4 separate regions of the Mus musculus genome follow, and regions 1, 2 and 3 are each linked to region 4. A link is a contact called in public HiChIP or PLAC-seq and promoter capture Hi-C data. All regions are on one chromosome and are shown on one strand. Each heading gives the region's core, a stretch centred on a gene start, on an enhancer-like site or on the middle of the called end of the contact. The rest is flanking DNA. Distances are from core to core; before and after follow the strand shown. Region 1 holds the start of Tceal9 (transcription elongation factor A like 9). Region 2 holds the start of Bex3 (brain expressed X-linked 3). Region 3 holds the start of Tceal5 (transcription elongation factor A (SII)-like 5). Region 4 holds the start of Zcchc18 (zinc finger, CCHC domain containing 18).

The links. Promoter capture Hi-C pulls out the DNA fragments that hold promoters and counts their contacts. HiChIP or PLAC-seq counts read pairs in DNA pulled down with a chosen protein or histone mark.
Region 1: an H3K27ac HiChIP or PLAC-seq map of embryonic stem cells shows a contact between it and region 4, with 8 times the contacts expected there. The contact joins the promoter of Tceal9 here to the promoter of Zcchc18 in region 4.
Region 2: a promoter capture Hi-C map of hippocampal neurons shows a contact between it and region 4, with 4 times the contacts expected there. The contact joins the promoter of Bex3 here to the promoter of Zcchc18 in region 4. A contact is called at or near these places in 2 of 39 promoter capture datasets (hippocampal neurons and pre-B cells).
Region 3: a contact with region 4 is called in a promoter capture Hi-C map of hippocampal neurons, with 6 times the contacts expected there. The contact joins the promoter of Tceal5 here to the promoter of Zcchc18 in region 4. A contact is called at or near these places in 2 of 39 promoter capture datasets (hippocampal neurons and liver).

Annotation. Positions count from the first base shown.
Region 1 is chrX:136,243,333-136,246,879 of GRCm38.p6, forward strand. Tceal9 (transcription elongation factor A like 9) reads left to right here and starts at 1,748. Exons shown (of 3, transcript NM_011712.2): 1 at 1,748-1,895; 2 at 2,369-2,434; 3 at 3,004-3,547. The coding sequence starts at 3,034. The coding sequence ends at 3,348. It overlaps Gm39535 (a long non-coding RNA gene), which reads right to left and starts at 1,705. Exons shown (of 2, transcript XR_878245.2): 1 at 1,388-1,705; 2 at 1-422.
Region 2 is chrX:136,268,955-136,272,180 of GRCm38.p6, forward strand. It overlaps Bex3 (brain expressed X-linked 3), which reads left to right and starts at 1,299. Exons shown (of 3, transcript NM_009750.2): 1 at 1,299-1,447; 2 at 1,856-1,928; 3 at 2,309-3,024. The coding sequence starts at 2,337. The coding sequence ends at 2,711.
Region 3 is chrX:136,201,908-136,205,480 of GRCm38.p6, forward strand. It overlaps Tceal5 (transcription elongation factor A (SII)-like 5), which reads right to left and starts at 1,977. Exons shown (of 3, transcript NM_177919.3): 1 at 1,860-1,977; 2 at 478-545.
Region 4 is chrX:136,991,248-136,994,493 of GRCm38.p6, forward strand. It overlaps Zcchc18 (zinc finger, CCHC domain containing 18), which reads left to right and starts at 1,900. Exons shown (of 4, transcript NM_025893.3): 1 at 1,900-2,105; 2 at 2,460-2,514; 3 at 2,684-2,823. The region is part of intron 6 of Slc25a53 (solute carrier family 25, member 53); the gene reads right to left.

The sequences.
Region 1 (3,547 bases), core at 498-2,997, 750 kb before region 4:
AGTTCCTTGAGAATTGCTTCAGTTCCTGTCAAAGGCAATACCATTCAGTGACCTAATGGCTTCCTACTGGTCTGCACCTTTTAAAGGTTCCGTCACTTCCCATGTTACCACCCTGGGGACCAAGTTTCCAACATACAAATGTCGATGTGTTACAAGACCATTACTTGTGGCTTGCAAATGATTCAAATGTATGTTTTTGAAGCAAGGAAAAGATTGCACTTGGAATGCTAACAAAGCAAAGAAACTGAGAGGTTATTGCCAATAAAAGATCATCTTAGTGGATTCAGGGATGCAAAGCAGCTTTGTAGACAGGAAAAGGAACAGAGGTAACAGCAGCAGAGCACTGTTTACTGGAGACTTCTAGATTCCAATGGCCAAGAATGGAATATTGTCTTACTTCCTCTTATCTTGGTGTCTGTAGCCTTGGAGAGGGAACACAGTGTGCAAATTTAGGTCAAAACAACCTTGTATTATTGTTCTGAACAAGCCACATCTTAAATGACTGCTATGTCTACATGTAAAATTGAGCAGAAATCTGACTCAAAGGTTAAGATGACCAAACAGAAGATACAGTTTGAAAGCAGCAATGCCAAGTTTTAAAATATATTTTTTAGACATTTTAGACACTTACTAGGTATATGTAACCAAGTGAGCAGCCAATACTTTCACCTATAGAGGCTTTTAAGTCCTTAACCCAAGCAACCATCATCATCATAAAACTAGCAACTTGACTAGTCAAGTTTAAAGTTTAATTTAAAGTCAAGTACAAGATAAAGAAGCTAGAGTCCTCCTGTTAAAGGGGAACATAATTATACTATATCCAGTCTCACTCCAGCGTGAGTGAGATATGCATATATATGAAATAAAATGGGAATAAGTAAATGTTGAAAGTTTTCTATGAGCTAAGCGATTTAGAGCAGACACATATTGTTAAGACAGTCCAACAATTCGTGGTGTATATAAAGTGTTACTTTCTTTAAGATGAGGCGACTGTTTTCGAACAATCTATGCTGGCAAGTGTTGAAGCAGCGATTCTTCAGGCGACACCACTTCTTGGTAATAATACCACCAGCAGGCCTCTAGAGTTAAACATGATTTTTCTTCTTTTTAAATAATTCCCCCAAGTAACACCACAATATAATAAAAAATGTAAAGGCATATACTTTGAATGCATTTACTAAAAAACACTAGGCACTAGTATAAGAAATGAACATGTATGAATTCACAAATGTATCTAAAGTAATTTGGCTGTCACTTCTGACTGTAAAACAACATTACTTTCGAAAAGACTACAGACGTATTAAGAATAAAGTTTAAGTTGCCTTAAAGAAAAATCCCACTTCTATTTCAAGATTCCCCCTCTCCCACTGCTTTCTGACCTACCTACCTGGCTCCACAACAAAGGAGTGCGTTTCAGATGAAGGAGGAGGGGCTAAGGAAAGCTAGGTGGGGGGTGAGTGGTACTGGCAGTTAGGAGCGTGAGACAGGAAGAGCCTATTATTAAAAGAAGCCGAAAAGTTCCGTAGCTTCAAAAAATATGACGCTCCTCTTTAGTAATCAGAGAGCTGCAAAAAGAACAACAACAATAAAACCAATCCGCACATTCTTTTTTTTTCTTCCTCCAGAAAAGACTGACAAGGCCAAATGAATGTTTAGAGAGGGGGTGGTAGATGGGAGCGGAGGGCGGGGCCACATCTGCCGCGCTTTTTGTGGGAGTGGAGATCGGGGACCGGACCTCACTGGTGACGTAGATCTCATGTGACCAGGAGTCGACGTGTGCAGAAATCCTGCTAGTCTGGTCCTTGTTTCCATCTGGGTACCAGCTCCCTTTAGCCTTGCAGACGGTGGTGCGAGAGGCCAGCGGCCAGAAGAGACAGCTTGCTTCAATTCATCAGGTTAGTGTTTTAAGCCGTTACTGCCAAGGATTTTTGTAGTTTACAGTGGTCTAGGGTAGTGACTTGAGTCCTGGTTAAGTCTGTCCCTCCACCTCGTACCTTTAATTCTTCAGGAAAGGACACTTGTGAAACGACTAGGGGGTCCCAAGAGAAAACAAGGGGGGCTGTGACGATTCCAAAATAATCATACTCTGAGATTTTGGACCCCCACTTTGCTTCCCAAACCTCGTCTCGGATCTACAGATAGTTGGGGAAGAATAGCTCCTTTTTACCCTCTGTCTGGTGAGAAAGACAGGCTAACTTGCGGGGTGGGAAGGAGGAGTCCTTTGGGAAACAAAGGGTGGGAAACTTCCATAAGCAAGCCCTTAAATGCGGAGAGCTCGGCGAGCTGGGTCCGTGGTAGTGCTCTGCTGAGCACCGAGGGCTTGCTTGCCCCACCCCCAACATCCCCTCCCTTCTCCGTTTGCCTGCAGGTTTGTTCTTTGTACCGCACCAGGCTAAAATAAGTAGGAAAAAGAAATCGACCAGATCTGTACCTGGTAAGTGAGGGGGAACTTTATAAAAGACTCCCCCAGGATATGGGTCGGTGAAGGCCTGCAGAGGCTGAAGGCCCCAGTCCCCTCTCCCTTCCCCCCACCCCTTTCGGAGGGGCCTGTGTTAGGCCTGGGAGGGAGAAAGATTTGTGGAGGGCTGGGGCGGGAGGCGGGAAGGAAGGCCTTGGAAAATGCTGGAGGGAGGGACTAGAGAGGGGAGGGGGTGGAAAATGGAGGTAAGAGGGGCGGGGACAGGGAAACCTTGATTGCGGACTGGGTTTCTCAGGTGGAAGGTATCTGGTGAGGGCAGTTAGACCGAACGAGGGTGGGGGGAAGAGAGGAGGGGAAAGAGGGAAGTGGGGAGAGGGAGAGCGGGAGGGGGCAAGAGTGGACGGAGGGGGGGTGGGATGGGGAGGGCGTAAGCAAACGGTGAGGAGACCTTTGTGCACAGCACCTGCCCATCTACCAAGTCTTCCATCTACCACCACCTCCTCCTCCTCCTCCTCCTCCTCCTCCCCCTCCCCCTCCCCTCCCCCCTCGCTTCCTAGAAATCATTGCATTCCCGTATTCTGCAGGAAGCAGCAAAGAAGAGAAGCAGACACAAGATGAAACCCTGCCAAAAAATGGAAGGAAACCTAGAAAAGGAGGATGAGCCAAAGCCTGAGGAAGAGCCAAAGCCGGAGGAAAAGCCCGAGGAGGGGCAGGAACCCGAGGAGGAGGAGAAATCCGAAGAAACTTTTCGGGAGAGGCTGATCCGGTCTCTGCAGGATTTTCAGGAGGATATACACAACAGGCACCTGAGCAGTGATGATCTGTTTAGAGATGTGGAGGAGCTAGATGAGATCAGGAAAGTGAGAAACAAACTTATAGTGACGCGTTGGAAGGCTAACCGAAGCCATCCTTACCCCTATTTAATGTAGCTTGGCTTGCTTTCCCTTTTATCTGATGTTACCATTGCGATCTAGCTTTCTTTTCATTAGCATTTTCCTGATAAGACCTTTGCCCATCTTCCTACTTTGAATCTGTTGCTGTTAGTGGCTTTAGCTGTATCTCTTGTTGTCTGTATCTTACTGTTGATTATATTTGAACCAATCTATAAGTCTCTGGCTTTAAGCTTTA
Region 2 (3,226 bases), core at 49-2,548, 720 kb before region 4:
TCAGTATGAGTTTTCACACCAAGTTCATCCATCCTTTGCTTAGTTCTAATATTTCTTGAGGCATTTATACCAGAGTAGAAGGTTTGGGGATAACTTCTAGATATGTTATATTTCTCAGCTTATTATTTATAGGGTGGGTTGAAAGGCTTGGAGAGGAAAGCCAAGAATTCAAATGGCTCTTTTTCCTGAGGACTGTGGAATCAGAGACATCTCAGATAACACCAGGCCTTGGGAGGCAGAAGGAGGAGGCAGAGGCAGGGAAGATCACCCCAAATTTGAGGGCATCCTGTTAAATAGAGTGAGCTCCATATAGTCAGGGATTACAACTGAGAACCTGCCACACCTCCAAAATCATAGAAAAGTATGACTTCTTTCTGTAGGAACGATTCCAGAATTGTTTTAAAGCATTAGTTGTATTCAGCAAGTGTCCTTTCTTTTTAAAGAAAAAATTGTAACAGACGAGTACAGGGTATTTCAAAACTGACACCCCAAACCTAGAGAAGATATTTTTCTGTGTGATAGTATAAATAGCACTTTTTTTTCTTTTCATTTTGCAGAATGAAGCATATTTTTTTTTTCAAAACTGAAAACTCACCAGCCTTGATAGTGCAAGCCTTTTAACCTTAGCTACAAGGGAGGCTGATGTAGAAGGAATGAAATTCAAGGGCAGCCCCAACAACATAGACAGGCACTGTACTCTTTTTTCTTTTTAGTTTAAAAAGTGTGTGTGTTGGGGGGCAGGGGCTGGAGCGGTCTGTAAATACACCTCGGTAGAAGACAGCTTGTCCAGCAATTATTAAGCTAGAGGATCAATCCCCAGCGTTCCAAAAAAGGAGTGGTCCTTATAATTTTGAATTTTCTAAATCATGCTGATCATGCCTATGTGTGTGTGTGTGTGTGTACCCGCGCGCTTGTGTGTGGGGTTGTGTATGTGTGTGTGTACCTGTGTGTGTATGTTTTAAGGAAATAAAGAGAAATATGTACAGTCTACCCCACTCTCTATCTCTTGGTGTGTTATGGGGAGAAGTTCTGGAGAAAACATTTGGATAAGGTGGAGAGGAATCTCAAAGAAGGCCAAAGCCAAGACCTGGCTATAGTGGGAGGGAGACATAGAGGATGGTGCAGACCCTCCCTGGTAACAGGGAAGGGAGATGTCCAACCTCCTGATGGTGATGCCACTTGTGGTTCCTCAGATTGGTGAGGATCCGGATGAGTGACGGGTGGGGCCCGAGGTGAGCACTGGCGGCGGGGAGGCGGGGGCGGGGCCTCCTGTCGCACTGGCCTCCCGAACAGGGGGAGCGGGCTTGGCAGTGACGCAGGGCCCTCACGTGACCCGGGGCTGCAGAGCGACGCAGCCTTGGGTGCAGTCGTCACGAGCGTCTGGCCAGCAGCTCGGAGCTCCTCTGCGCGCGGCGGGCTGGCAGCGGGCCCGAGGCGAGCGGGACAGGTAAGGGGCCTGCACGCCGCGGCCCTGCGGGCGACAGCCTCGCGACGGGCGGGCGCGCACCGCGGCTTTGTGCACCGCGCGGGGAACCCCGGCTGCGCCCGGGAAGGGACGCCCGGGCTCAGGGGCGGGGACGGCGCGGGGGTCCCGGGAGAGGGGCGGCTGGGCGGGCCCGCAGCGGAGAGCGCTAGAGCGAGCCCCGGAGAGCGGGGACGGGGACGGGGACGGGGACGGGGATGGGGATGGGGACGGGGATGGGGACGGGGATGGGGACGGGGATGGGGACGGGGATGGGGACGGGGCTGCTAGAGATCGTGGGCGGCCGTGTAGGGGGATGGGCGGTGGGTCCGAGGAAGGCGGGTGCGGTGCTGAGCTCGGCGCCCAGTCCTTCCCATCCCACCCTGTCTGCAGATTGACTGGAAGCCGAGAGTCCAGGCGGCAGCGGGAATTGACAGGAGGACTACGCCGCAAGGGATAGGCCCAGGTTGGTTCAGTGGCGGTGGGGGTGGGGTGGGTGGCTGGGGGAGGTTGGGGAAAGCCCTGTCTAGGACCCCTGTGAGAGCCCCCACTCCACACTACTCTTCTTCTCAGTCCTCCATTTTGGTGGCTGAAAGCTCAGGGAAAGGATCCTGGGAAATAAAAAATGGTGGGCTTTGGGGGAGGGAGGGGACAGAGAGCTGGGAGGGGGGAGGGGCTCGAAATGGAGGCTCCCTAGAGGTTGCCTGGAGACTCTAAGGTGGGAAAAAAATAATAATGAAAATCCTTGTTGTTAATCTCTGACTTTTGCTGGTCACTGCATCGAGCATTCAGTTTGGGTTTTTTTTTTTTTTTCCTCCCCTTGCCCTGTCTTGCTTGTGTTCAAAGAATAGCAACCAGGAAACAAAATCTCATCATGGCCAATGTCCACCAGGAAAACGAAGAGATGGAGCAGCCCCTGCAGAATGGACAGGAAGACCGCCCTGTGGGAGGAGGTGAGGGCCACCAGCCTGCTGCAAACAACAACAACAACAACCACAACCATAACCACAACCACCACCGAAGAGGCCAGGCTCGCCGACTTGCCCCTAACTTCCGATGGGCCATTCCCAACAGGCAGATGAATGACGGGTTGGGTGGAGATGGAGATGATATGGAAATGTTCATGGAGGAGATGAGAGAGATCCGGAGAAAGCTTAGGGAGCTACAGCTGAGAAATTGTCTACGCATCCTTATGGGGGAGCTGTCTAACCACCACGATCACCATGATGAATTCTGCCTTATGCCTTGACTTCGGTCATTCCCCCCTGAGATCCATACTGTGACTCCCGCTGTAGCCCTTTTCCTCGCATTTTCCTGACATGCCTTTAATGACCCGTTTGTGGTGAGCCTTGTGTTATTTCCATGCCATGTGCCAGGTGGGGCTTGTGTTGCCAGCTTCTAATTGGAGATTGCCTTCCCACTCAGTGTGAGTTTCTGTCAACAGTGCAGTGTTGCCCATTAGCATGGAAAGCAATGTCAAGTCAATAAAGCAACTGAATAATCATTATTGTGTCCTTAAAGCATAAATAAACAGTTAAGATTAAAAAAAAGAGCCACAAGAACTCTGAAATTCAACAGTATTGGGGGTGGGGAGTGTACACATGTATACTTTTCCTTTTATTTGGAGCTTCATAAACCTTTTTTTGGTAAGTTTATGAATTTAGTGCAGGTGTATCTTAATTATTTGCTCAACAGACTTAAAGAGTAAATCCTCTTGGTGAAGATAGAATTTCTTAAAATTGTTCATATTGTCCTTATGTGCGG
Region 3 (3,573 bases), core at 727-3,226, 790 kb before region 4:
AGGTGCACTCTTACCCTTAGATTCCTTTCCCCACAGACTTACATGAACCAACCTTGCAGGAAATGTCAAAGGTGTTTCTCCTTACCATTAAAGACATGTGCTAAGAAACGGAGAATAATGGTGTCTCAACTTTGTTCTGGCTCTGCTGTGTAGTTTCAACTTACAAAGAACAACAGGAATTGATGGAGTATTTTCATTTTTTCTTATCCTTGCATTTATAAAACTTATTTTAAAAGCATATGCAGATTTTAGGGGGTGAGGCTCTGATAGCCTCAGAGAGTATGATGAATGCCACCCTTTCTCCTCCCCTACGTAGCCTCCATGTTGGCATCGCCAGCTGCAAAGGATCAAATTCCCTCAGGACTGTGCAATGTGTCTTGAGATTGTAATGAGGAGGATTGGAGGGAAGAGGTGAGCAGTGGCCGCTCCATCTTTTGCTCTAATTCCAGGGTGGAGCACATCCCTTCTCTCACTAACCTGCACTGATGCTGCAGGTCTTCTGTTTCCTTGGCTGGGTTGCTGCCCACAGCCACAGACTTGAAGACCTGTGGGGAGATGGGAATCAGGTGGTGAAGGATTAGAAGTCGAAAATGACTAACAGGCAGGACCAAGAATCTTCGTCCAAACTTTCCCAGTTTCTCCCTCTCAGTCCATCGTCCTTTCTCTGTGTTCTCTGATTTTCTTCCATGTGTTTCCCTCAACAGTTTACCTTTTTTTCTAGTCCTAAGGCTGCAGAAAAGAAAACTGTTTCCCTGTGTCTGATTTCCCTGCACAAATCTGCTCTCACTTCACCGAAATGAGTATAGCTCAGGAGTTTGAAAGTCAGAAGTCAGGTCTTGCTGTCCTCAGATCTCTGTACCAGGACCCCCTACCCAACCCCCACCCCTAGGGGCCCTTGATAATAGCTGAGTACTTTTCTGAAAACGGAGATAGAGGAAGCAGGAGAAGGCAGGGCAGATATAACTACAGCACTGCATTCACTCCTTCCTCCACACAAACCCAGAAAAAAACCCACCCAGCTTTCTACAGTGAAAGGGACAAATTATTTCTGAACCCATTTTGGGTTTTTAATACCTGCTGTGGAATCCCTCCGAGTTGGGGAGTCACTCCCTAATTAGGAGCTGAGCCTCCTACTAAACCTGTTTCTCTCCTCTGCAGCAACCCCCACTCTTGGTCACCTCGGCCTACCATTTTGGGATCCAAATTGGTTGGGGGGGGTGGAGAAGGGAAAAGGAGAAAAAAAAAAAAGAAAAAGAAAGAGAAAAAGAAAAGGGAAAGGAAAGGAAAAGGAGCCTTGGCTTGGACAGTTCACCTTTCTCAACCTGGAGTCAGGACCCCTGCCCCTCTCCTCCTACCTAAAAGGGATTAGGCCATCACCACCCCCACTCCCTCCGCTGTCCCCTCCCCCACCCTCCTCCTCTATAAGGCAATGTAGCTCAATCACTGTTCCCATGACATCTCTATTGGTATTCTGTACCCCTGTTCTCCTTCCAGTGACCCCGTCCCCCATCCCCATCCATTTCCTGCAGCAAGTCGGTGAGCATCTGGAAAGGACTCCAGGATCTGTTTGGAATCAGCTCTGGTCTTAGCCTGCTGTCATTCCTACCCAGCGCTCTGCAGGCACTGAAGGATTTGTAGTTATCCCTGGGAAATGACTCCTTCTCACATTTCCTTCTGCCATTAGCCCACAGTTCTCCGAGAATATCAGAGCGGCTACCCCCAACACTCACACAATCTTCTTCGCCAAAATGAATGGGGGTGGGAAGGAGGCGGTATCTGAAAAGCAGACAGAGTCCTCTCTGCTCGGTAGCCTCTGTCCATTACCACCCCTCCCTCAGGAATCCCTGGCTTGTACCAACCTGCCGGGCTATAGGGCAGTTGCCCCCCCTCTGTCGTTCAGTTTCAAGTCTGCCTTCCTCCACGGAGATAAGGAGCTGGTAGCTGGTACCTGGAAGAGAGAGACTTCTGCATACGTCTGCTCCTGATCACGTGACAGGAACGTCACCAGTGGGCTCAGGTCCCTTAGTTCCCCTCCCAAGCACAAGAAAGTGCGTCAGGAGCCAGCCTACTTTCCCCCTCACTACCCCCACCACTTTCTGTCCCTTCCCCCACAGCATGAGGCCTTGTCATTCATTTTGTTACTTGCAAATTCCAGAGGTCAAATATGGTTCGTGATGTGTGTTTAGTCCTGTGTGCTCATTAGGGAGAGGCTGCATCTTTTCCTAATACCGTTTCCTGTTAAGATCTCAGAGGACTTGGGGACCGCTTTATCGTTTTTTTAAAAAGGGCAAATCATATACTTCTTCAATCCACTTCATCTCTTAGCCACCGATGTTCATTCTACACATGGTCTACACCTGCACATAAAGGGTAGGGTCAGATCATTTGGAAGTGAAGCAAGCTGTGGAAATGGAGATTTTCTTTTCTTTTTAATAGTTTCTTTTTTAAAAAAAAACTTCATTTATTCTACTGAACATGTGTTATTCTTATGAGCACAAAACTATTTCATTTAAAATAAAGTGTTTAAAATAAGGGAAAAGATCGGTCTCCAATTTTTCTACTCTGAAGACCTGTCACACTTGTACTTGAATTGGCTACTTACAAAATACCAAATGTTCTCAAACAATTGTTGAACGATAGGTAGAAAACTAATGATTAACAAAATACCAGTTTCGAACATTGGACTGTGGCTATCTCACTCACCCTGAGGAAGGGAAAGAGCTATGTAACCCAGGTGATGCAGAACGTTTGTATCATCCATACTTTGGGAAGAGAAGAGGAAGCCCTGGTTCCCTCCCCCGCCCATGTTTCAGAGCCTCTCCTCTTTTTCTGCATTTGGACACCCGAATGTGTTGACCTTTTCAAAAACCTACATAGTAGGTGACACAGGTAGTCAATTTAATAAATGCTTTTTAACACATTTCTCTCTCTCCTCCAGAGTCCCACCAGAAGAAATCAGCTCCAGCATAGAAGAAAGGAAAATCAGATCTCCTCTATCCTCTTGCAACTTTGGGTTTCAGGAAGCCTGAAGAAGTAATTAGTGCAAGGAGAGCCCTTAGACCTGTTTCCTTCCTGACGTTATTCACAAACCTTGGCAGAAGGAAGCTTCCCTAGACACGGCCTTCTCCCTTCTATATTACTTGGACAGTATGGCTTGCAAGGTCTTTCAACTTGGCCACCTTCACCACCAAGGCATCCAAGAAATGCCTACCCATTCTTCAAGGTTTCTGACTATAATCCATACTCATCTTTTGGTACCTTCTGACTTGGTATTTGACATGCTGATTATACTGGTTGATCTAGACCATGTGTTCTGACCTGACCACCCAGGATAATATTGAAGGGATATATGTGCAGGAATTATTGGGCTATATAGACTCTGTAGGATGATCTATGTCATAGGAACTTAAAAATAACTCTGATACATAAGCAGGACATAATGAGGAAGCAGGAAGTATGAGCTTGAGAAAAGAAAAGACACTATGCATGAATGTAATTGAGAGGAGAAACAGATACTCAGTCCTTGAGTTCAAGCATTTTCTTTTCTTTTTTAAGTTTAATTAATTTTTTTAC
Region 4 (3,246 bases), core at 650-3,149:
CACCATCTACATGGGAGAAGTGTAACCTGCTGTCTAAGAACCAGAAGCAGGAAAAAATGGAGTAGGTTTTCTAGCCTCTGGCTTCACAGCCCATTCGCTTTGGACAGCCTTGCATGCTGTTTCCATGGAGTTGCTCCTTCCTGGGGCTAGTGATGCCAAATCCAGCAAAGGAGAAGTCCCCTGAAGAGCTCACAGAAGGGCAACCTAGCAACCTAGCAACCTAGCCTAGCCAGGAAATAAAAGAGCTATATCAGCGGCAGAGAGCTGTGGTGTGGGGGTTAGGTCAAATGGTGTTTTGTTTCTCACACTTTGTCCTCAAGCAGGTGTTGAAAGAGGAAGATATTATGAAGATTGTAGGGCAGTGAATGGTTCTTAACTGTTTGGAGGCCACAGGCCCATCTGAAAATGTATAGAGCTATGGCATCAGAAAAAAAAAAAGTGGTCAAATTCTTTGCACGCAGTTTCAAAAAGGACTTGAAGTAGCAACTTCTGCTCTGGGATTAAGTTTCATGACAAATAGGCTACGGACAGACAATTGAGTGACAGCCCCATTTACTGATAGCCTTCGGCGTGGTGTGGTGTTTAGAACACTGGTTCACAGCTTTTTTTTATAACCCAGAATCAATTATAGCAACAGGTAAAATGCAAATGACATTGCTCATCCCCAATCTGAAGCAAAGCCAAATCTCCAGAGCTGGAGCCCAAGGAACGTGATTTCCAACAAGCCCTCAGCAATGATTGCGTGGTAGCTTGCTGGGTGCCCATACTTTAGTTTGTAGCACGAATTCTAGATTGAGAGCTCTGGCTTCTTCGCAATTTTAGGCAAGTCATCTCTAAGTCCGATTTCCTTTGGGGGGGGGGGGTCATACAGAAATGCTGCTATTTTTATAAACAGGTGGTTTGTTTTCGTGTAAAATCGGGAGCAGAAACGTGTCTCAGTTTCCTCCTTGGTAGAATGCATATCATAAAGGATTCCATTCTCTTCTTTCCCATCTCTTCCCCACTCCTCTCATCAACACAACCATTTTATGAGCAAAGCTGCTGAGATAGTTTGTGGCTATGTATGGACGAGTGAAAATGCTCTCTCTGGGTAGCCCAGCACAGGGCAGTGTTGGCATCGACACAGAGGAAAGCGCTGGCATCAACAGAACAGCTGACCGAGGTGCAAAATCGGACGTTATTAGCTGCTTTGCTGCGATACAGGACAGGAAGCCTAAGCTCCTGGTGGCTCAGTTTTCTCATCTGTGAGTTGATACCAGTTTTTGGTCATTATTTTTATGTAGCCCTATACTGGTCCTTTCATCCTCATTTTGGCTTCTCTCCACTAAGCCTTAATCTGACACTAGAAAGGGGGTGTTTAAAGGGTGTAACCCTTGAGGCTAGATGCCAGGGCTGGGGTGAGAACTGTTAATTCTGTGCTTCCTACCCATACTGCCTAGGTGCTTACATCCTCCTCTCTGTTAAATGGGTGCACTGCTACGTTTTAGCGCAAGACTGATGAGAAGAATACGTGAGATGTCCGTGCACGCGCACAGGACACACGGAAAGAGCTCAGCAAATGCTATCCCCTTCCCCCCTATACAAAGGTGAAGAACTCTCATTGTTCACTTGGTTTCGGTCCCACCTCGTGTTTAAGGCATCTGGTCGCAAAGCATCGGAGGGGAGCCAAAGCAGAAGGCGATAGGAAGAAGGGAAGAGAGGGGAAGCTGCAAACTCACGAATGAAATGTAAATGGGCCAGGTCCGTGAGTCCAAGCTGCACTTGACGCCGCGCCCGCTCCCGCGCCAGTCTGCCGCAGCCCCCTCTAGCAGGTTCCCCCCTCTGGCAGGCATTAGCATCCTGGCCCAGGCTTTGCAGGGAGGCCGCCCCTGCGAACAGCTGATTGGCCACGCCACTACCTTCGTCACTCTCTTTTGTCTCAATGGGCAGAGACTAAAAGCCGCCGCTGCTGCTCTGCAGGCTGAAATTGAGGGCGGGGGCAGCTATAGCTGCCTTGGAAACCGCGGCTGCGACTCTGCTACCCCTGGCTGGGCGACCCTGCAGAGAGCCTAACCCAGACAGCTCTGAGGCTGAGGCGCCATCCTTTCCTCTGCAAGGCCTACGAGGTGAGACAGCTCTTCGCAGCAGACCCTGAGCATCCTCTGCTCATCTACGAAGGTAAAGGGAGGTGCAACTGCATAATGCGGAGATGGGAGGATGAAACCTTAATATTTTGAGCTTCCGAATTGGCAGCTTCGAGGCAAGGAAGTGAACACCCTAGTGGTTGGGCTATATGGTGGTATGAGGTGAGTTTCCTACCTAGGATTTGCCTAGATTGGAGAGGGGACTTTTTTTCTTCCAGAAAGGTAGCAAAAGACAATGAGAATGATTCACAATCCGTTTGTCCTTTCTCTCATCTCTTCGGGAATAGAAATACGGAGGTGGGAGGGTATTGCAATTTCTCTTCTTTTTCTCCATAGCAGCTCATCAAAGCCGATTTCAAACGTGAATTCTGTGTGACTGATTGCAGAGCTGGTAGGCCGCTGTTTTCCCCGGGTGAAATGGATTGGGGGAGGGGTGGTCCCCATTGGCTTTTATTCTGAAGGTAGGGTTTTTCCTCCTGGCGACAATGGCGCCTGTGAAGAAATGATGAGACTGCTGACGTCTCAGACCCTTCTCCTCCCTTCCTTTTGCTGTGGCGCAGTTTAGACTAGAGGCCCAGGGCACCTGGATCGGAGAGCCTGCGGTCAGAGATCAATCCTACCCGGACAAGAGCTATTGCGGAAAGCACCTGTTGCAGAGAGTAGGCTTGAAATAAAGGTGGAAGCCAGTTTCTGAGCTCTGGTAAGAATCCTAGAAAAGGGGGAGGGGGCAGAGGGCGGGAGGGGGCAGAGGGCGGGGGGGGGGAGGAACTTGCTACCTAATAGATTTAAGGCCTTACTTATTAACATAATTCTGTAAGGTTTACTCTACTGCCCTTTATTTGAGAGCCTAGTAGGGGCTCCAAAGGTTGTTGTAGCTAGAATTCCAAGCAACAGTTGTTGCCTCTCCTAGAGAACAGGCAGTGGGGTGGGTGGGGCGCAGTAGAGAGGGAGGAGATGTGACTGACAAAGGCCCCACTAGCACACAAAAATTATTGCTCCTCAAGGTTGGGAAATGGCAGTTTCCTGCTGAGTAGTTTTAGGGCAGTGGGCAAATATTCAAGATGGTAGAAAATGTGATTAGAGGCTTGTTCCCAAGTCTATTGCGTTATTGAATTTTTGTTTT